2 separate regions of the Mus musculus genome follow, and region 2 is linked to region 1. Evidence: chromatin contacts called from public promoter capture Hi-C data. All regions are on one chromosome and are shown on one strand. The core of a region is the stretch at or near the end of the contact, and the rest is flanking DNA. Distances in the headings are between cores, read along the strand shown. Region 1 holds the start of B4galt2 (UDP-Gal:betaGlcNAc beta 1,4- galactosyltransferase, polypeptide 2). Region 2 overlaps Ptprf (protein tyrosine phosphatase, receptor type, F).

The links. Promoter capture Hi-C pulls out the DNA fragments that hold promoters and counts their contacts.
Region 2: a contact with region 1 is called in a promoter capture Hi-C map of hippocampal neurons, with 2.8 times the contacts expected there. The contact joins the enhancer-like site here to the promoter of B4galt2 in region 1. A contact is called at or near these places in 3 of 39 promoter capture datasets (embryonic stem cells, hippocampal neurons and liver), 1 of 484 Hi-C or Micro-C datasets (embryonic stem cells), 6 of 115 datasets of contacts at active chromatin or transcription factors (embryonic stem cells, epiblast stem cells, extraembryonic endoderm stem cells and 2 more) and 3 of 9 other capture datasets (adipose tissue, embryonic stem cells and liver).

What each region holds. Positions count from the first base shown.
Region 1 is chr4:117,881,509-117,884,882 of GRCm38.p6, forward strand. B4galt2 (UDP-Gal:betaGlcNAc beta 1,4- galactosyltransferase, polypeptide 2) reads right to left here and starts at 1,968. Exons shown (of 8, transcript NM_017377.5): 1 at 1,594-1,968; 2 at 268-309; 3 at 1-162. The coding sequence starts at 110. Atp6v0b (ATPase, H+ transporting, lysosomal V0 subunit B) reads right to left here. Exons shown (of 8, transcript NM_033617.3): 8 at 2,822-3,133. The coding sequence ends at 3,107. Gm12841 (predicted gene 12841) reads left to right here and starts at 2,042. Exons shown (of 4, transcript NR_168719.1): 1 at 2,042-2,207.
Region 2 is chr4:118,264,072-118,267,184 of GRCm38.p6, forward strand. The region is part of intron 5 of Ptprf (protein tyrosine phosphatase, receptor type, F); the gene reads right to left. Gm52705 (a long non-coding RNA gene) reads left to right here. Exons shown (of 2, transcript XR_003955267.1): 2 at 1-3,113. Among named protein-coding and RNA genes, the nearest start is that of Gm52705, 4.9 kb to the left of the region's middle. Within about 2 kb of position 1,735, at least 45 of the 459 cell types and tissues checked have an H3K27ac peak or open chromatin away from gene starts, as enhancers often do. A contact at or near this core is called in hippocampal neurons, where this site is marked.

The DNA of each region.
Region 1 (3,374 bases), core at 718-3,217:
TGGGCATAGACGTCAAAGTAGAGGATGACGGCCACAAGGAAGTGCAGCAGGCAGAGAAGGAGCACAGCCTTGCAGACCCGCTCCAGCGTCCCCCCCAGCAGTCTGCTCATCCCGCAAGTGGCCAATGGCCCGCCCAATGGGCCCAAGCATCCGGCTGACAGCCTGAACAGAGGGAGAGAGAGATCCCACAGGTCAGACTAGGACAGGTGATGAGCCCCACCTGCTTCCGACTTGGCTGCTCATTCCCAGCTCCTTATCCATACTTACCTTTCATACACCTTGACACTCACGGGCTTGTTTGTGTTCTACCTGCAAACACACCAACAGGCGCTGGCAACTCAGTATCTGCTATCCTAGGCACACCCCAGCACTCAAACCACCTAACCACACACATAAACCCTCACCGTACAACTCCGTGCACGCATACCCACAACAGTACAGACAGGGGAATTTGATTACCCAGGACTGTACCTCGGCACCAAACCACTTTTATCCACAGGCTCCACCTGTGGCCCAGGGACCAGCAACATCACAGGACAGAATCCTCAACACAGGACACATGGTTTAGAGAATGGATCACTTACTGAGTGCCCATCACGTAAGGAATTCTTTATACTATGACTTCATTTAGTCCTTCCGAGGGCCATGAAGGGAAGTCACTTAGACCCATGGCCAGTTTGAGCACTCAGGTCCCAACAGCAAGCAGGCCTAGCCAACTAGGACCAGGCTGAGAAGGAGCCTTCAGCACTCAAGAGTGCCCTCCACCCAAAAAGGAGAGATGTTTAAACAGGTCCTTCCCACTGGAACAAGGGGCAAGAGCATACCCCGTGGGGCAAGCAATAGAGAGCCCCTCACCTAAGATTTCAGGCTAGCTAGCTAGCTCTGGAGCCTGATTAGCAAAGCTAGTTCTGATTCCTGAAATGGGGTACACTTGGACCCTAGAGGAGTAAAGTTCATACACTGGCAGAGGTGGTGGGGGCTGGGGGTGCCCTTGCTCGAACCAGGTCTCCCCTGTAGTTCCAAAAGGTCAAAAAATACTTCTGGCCATGCTCCTGAGAGCAGAATATCTCAAACAGTCACAAAATCACATAGACTGCTTTAGTACCAGCAGTCGGCATCCACACTCAAGGGACACACAGAGACCTACATATAGAGCTAGACACACTTGGGGTGACAGTAACATACGGAGCCACATATATCAACAAACCGCGGCTCGGACTTATACAAGCGTAGCCATACACCCAGACCCACGTGCAAGTATTCCCAACCCCTCCCTCCAGGGCAGGGGCTCTGGGTCAGGCTAGCCACCAAACTGAGGGGTGCGTCTGGGCGGGGCTGGGAGGCTGAACACGTGGCACCTCGGGACGGGGGAGGCAGTAGGACAGGTGGGTGTGGAGCCCTGGGGAGGGGTGCATGCAGTGGGGGATGTGGAAGTGGGGCCGGGGCCGAGCGCCTCTGCGAGACACAAGGCCGGGGCGAGCGAGGACAATGAGGGAGGCCGGATGGGGGCGGACGCCGGAGCCCAGGAGGCTAGCGGGATGGGGGTAGGGTGGGGTGCAGCCAGGCCGGGGGCAGCGCCGGTGCCTCGCTCACCGGGTCCTGGGCTGGGATCTGTGACGGCGCGCGGGCGGCCCCCTAGCCGGGCCGGGTCTGGAATGTCGGGGCCCTGGGTGGGGGGCCGCGCGCGCCCTCCTCTCTCGCAGCGCTCGGGGCTCAGCAGGGGGCGCCGCTCCAGCTCGGGTAGGGATCCCGGCTCCAGCAGCTGTGGACGGCTCTGTCCCCCATGGCCCGGCCCCACCGCCCGGTCAGCGGTCCCCGAGGCTCCGGGGCCACCTCCCGCCGCCGCCGCGGGCCATGGAGCCGAGCCGCCCCGGGAGGCAGGGCGGGGCCCGGCAGACCCACGGACCGGCGGACCGACGGACCACTGCGCTGCCGCCTCCCTCCCGCGCTACGGCTCCTCGGAGGGGCAGGCCAGGCCGGCGCGCCCGCGCGCGCGCCCCCGCGGCCCCCGCCTCCAGTGCGCCCGCACGCGCCGCGCGCCGCTCCGCCGCCCGCCCCTGCCGTTGGCCCTGCGCGGCCCAGCCAGCGGGGAGGTGCGTTTGCGGATGCCTGAGACCCAGGAAGGACGCAGGAATCCATCAGGTTCCTCCATCAGCTTGCTTTAGGGATGGGAAGAGACCAGGAGCCGGATGGCTAAGGCCCTTCAGGTATTTGGGACGGGGTCTGGATAGTGGGCAATTCAGAGGGTTAGGGCCTTGCCAACTCTTTCCTGGGAGCATGAGTCAAGGTCAGCCAACCAGGGCTGCCTGCTGGGTAAGACCCCTAAAGGTGTTGACTGAAAAGGACTTATTAGGTAAAAGCAGGTTGGGTAAGATTTAGGGTGGTGTTGGAATCAAGAATTGTATAGGAATAGGCGGAGCTGAACAAGGCCCTAGGAACTAAGACCATAGAAGAGGTTTCTGGAAGGGTTAGGTGTTCATACTGGACTATCAAATGTAAAACACTGTTCTCCAGGAAAATCCAGGTGCGGGGAGTTTCAGGAGTATAGCGACAGAGAGGAGAATTAGCTGTAGTGAGTTTGGGTCTAGTGCACAGGGGTCCAAAGACATAGGGCTAGGAGGATCTCAGAGCCCAGACTCTTCAATGAAGAGGTGCCAGCATTACAGCCAGCCTAGCACCCTGATCTGCCACCCAGGAGCCAGCAAGGTCCAGAGCAGAGATGATGTGTAGACAGAAAGTTACAGGAGGTTGGAGTGAGTGAACAGGTCCTCCCCTTCCTTTGTGAAAGGTGTCGCAAGGGGCCAACAGAAGCCTCACTGACTGGGACAAATACCAAGTTTATTTCACAAACACTAGGAAGATGGGCTGGATGGGGGTTGAGGGGGGCACAGGTGCACAGCTGTACACAGTCACCATCAGCAGCCCACTCCCCACACTGGGGTTCAGTCTGGACTGCAATGCCTCCAGAGTCAACAGGCAGCAAGAGGTGAGTGCAGGGGAGACCCTGAACACCAAGCCCCAGAAAGGCTGAGGGACACAGCTCCAGCTGTCCCAGGAAAACCAGCAATAAATAACAGTAGGGCACGGCCCCACCCATACAGGTCATCTAGTCACCCATCTTCACTCTGGAGGTCTGCAAAGGAAAAACAGGACAAATCAGGCAGGGACAGTGACCAGTGACAAGACCAGAACCAGCAGGCCAGTGGGTGGACAGACGGACAGACACACTATGACAGACAAACAGACATGGACAGTAACAAAGGAGCTCAGCTGTACAACAGAGAAGACAAGTCCCATGGACAGTGTTAGTGTCGCCAAGAGTCAGCCCAGTCAAGCACCCAAGTCACAAACTCACACACTGGAAAATATGAATT
Region 2 (3,113 bases), core at 485-2,984, 380 kb after region 1:
AACCCCGTGTCTGACCTTCCAGCTGCCTCTACTGCCCCACTCTACTGCCCCATTCCAGATGTGCCTTCCTACCCAAGACTATCTCTGTCTGAACCTCCAAAATCTGGCTATAGTATTTCATATCTTCATGGTCCTGAGATCTGTTGTGGTCACAGGAAATGGAGGTTACGTCCTAAAGGCCACTGGACCAGAGGTATATCAGTGTCACTGCTGCCAGGGGAGAACAGGGGTTGCCTAGAATTCTAGGTTTGGGACTTCCTGTAGTAGCTCTTTCACCCTCATCTTTCCACCGAGAGTGAAAGGAATAGAAAGGCTTATGGTAGGAAAAAAGGTGGGGCAGGGAAAAATGACCCCTAGGAAAGCACTCATCCTGCCCAGCTCAGGACAGGGTCACCATCAGTCTTTTCCTCTGGAGCTGCTTCCAAAGATCATATGTGTGTGTTGGGGGAGGTGTGTGTTTGTGTGTGTAAGTGTGCGCGCACACTTGGGCGAGCGTGTGTGGCAAGAAGTTATCTGTCACCCTAAAGCCTCAGAACCCACGAGGGTGAGAGCAAATGCAGAACCCACGATCCAGTGTTAACTGAAACGCCCTCTTTTGCCTGCTCTCCAGGTTAGGCAATGTGAGACACTCTAGCTGGATCCAGCCAAGTGGCATAGGTGGTACAGTCTGGCCCACTTAGCAGACACAGAGCCCAAGATGGAAGCAGGTAGAAGGACAAGTGTGTAGGTGGGGGGTGGAGAAGACAGAAGAAGTCCTAAATCCTAAGGCCAGGTTTGGTCAGGACTCCTAGTGTGCCCTCCTCCTGGCTTGGTCACAGAGGAGCTGCTGAGTATGATGGCAGCAGATGACAACAACACTCTAGCCCCAACCACACTGACCAGCATTCGTTGTTGTCCGCTGTTCTGTGGGACCCCAGAAACAACAAATCTGAATACAGCACCTGACGTCCCACCAGCACCAGACTGACCCTACACATCCAGCTCAGACTGCTGACTCTCTCGCTGTTCACAAAGCTAAGGTATAATACCACCTGCTGTACACCCGTATCACACACTCACTCACACACACACTCACCCTAGATACTACCTGCCATGCACAGATGCGTGCACATGCACACATCTCACTACTGCACAGAGCCCTTAAAGTACATACCACCTGCTTACACATCATGCCCCTCCCCAGCTGCCTGAGGCACACTGCTGGTATACACATCCCTTCACACATGCTCACACCACTGTAAGCACATCATCTTCTATGTGCACGAAATGACAAACATCCAGCCCTTGAGCCCGGCCCCCAGGACAAGTCCTACTCCACTGCCTCTTGTCCCCATCTTCCTTTGGGCATTCGGTGTCCCTTCCAGAACTTACCCAGTCACTAGGGCTCCACCACAGCTTTGGCTGTCTAGCCTCCTCCCTGGAGTTCTCCCCAACCATGGTTCTGCCTGGCCTGGACTCTGCAAACCCTGGGGACTCTAATGACCTCCAAACTGAGCTCAACACCCTCACTATCCCCCTCCACCTCGGAAGGGAAAGCCCAGAATCAAGGCCTCACTCCCTTCCCCCACCCCTCCCCTCCCTTGTGAGGGAAAATGTCAGATTCCCTGTCTCAGTGGCGGCAGCGGGCGGGTTGGAGGGGGAATGATTCAGCCGCCGCCTCAAGAGTGCCGAGCGAGAAGAGCTTTTCCTGCCATTACCCGGCGAGGGAGAGGCTGGCGCGCTAATGGCTTCAATTACCACTCAGACAGGAACGCTGGGCGGCAGGGCCCTGGTACTCATCACAGCCCAGGACAGGACAGGCCCAGCCCCAGCCAGCTTGTGCTGGACACCCCACCTTGCACCCTGACAGGGATGTTGGCACACCGGCTGGCCATCCCAGCATAGTGGGCTAGGTCTCACAAGCTGCACCAGCAGCGGCAGAGTACGGAGACTCGTGGGGGACCTGGCAATGGTGGTGTCCCCAGAGGCTGCAGTGAGAGTGGACTGAGCTGGGCCTGGGGTGGTAGGAGGAAGGGCAGAAGGCCCCAAAGGAAGTATAATACTGGGGTTCCCTTTTGAAGACACACTGCTCCTGCACCTGGGCCAGGTTCCCCAGGCATTACCCAGGAACTCCCCAAAGCACCTGTCTCCTGATGCACAGGCGGGCACATGTGTGTGAGACGTGAGAGCAAAGCAACCAGGCACTATCTTTCAGCCCCTAAGCCAAGTTTATCTCTCACTACTAGGATTCTATGGTAGTCTCTCCATAGAAAATGGCCCTGGCTCTCCCCTCGTGTCAACCCCAGAGCTCCAAAAAAAAAAAAAGCCATCTTTTCATCTATTGCAGGCAAGCACCCCAGCTTTCCTGCCCCCCACCCCAGAAGAACAGGGAGGAAATGAGGCAGGGTTGCTTTAGGCTGCCTCTCCGTGGTCTTATCCCCTGTGACATTCCTTTCTGCCAAGCCTTAAGCTGGTCAAGGTTACAAAGACAACAGGACAGGTCAGCACTTTTGCCTCGCTGGTGCAATATCTCAGGAGCAGGAGGGGCCCACGAAGCCCACAATTCCAACCACTCTGGTGTAGTAGGGACCTGTCTGTCTCACACATCATCAGACATCTTCCAGTTCCCAGATGCATCAACATATAGCCTGAAGCCCAGGTCTGGGGATAAAAGTCCATGTCTAGTACCGGGGTCCATCCCAACACCACATAAGAAAGAACACCCTCTAATCCATGGAAAGAAACTCTTGACCAGGAAGGCCGTTTCTAATGGCAACCCTATGCCAAGTGTGAGTTCTCTTCCCCGGGCCTTGAGAGACCCTTTAAAGGGTAAAGTTGACAGGGCAGTGGGATGTCTTAGAGGAATCAGCTCTCCAGTCTCACAAGGAGACTACTCCCTAGCCGGAGAGCCTCAGAGGTTGCCCGCCATGATAGGGATTATAGTTCTAGTCTTTTAGACTCCACTCCAATACAAGGCAGGGTACATGACTCTCACACCAACAGGTGAAATCCTTTCTCCTGGGTCACAAATTGGAGGTCAGAAATGACCAGAAGGAACCTCCAAGCCAGTGGTTTCAGCTCAGACCTGGTTGTCTGGCCCCCTGTCCCCAAATGGAACGGACAGCAGGGCTAGC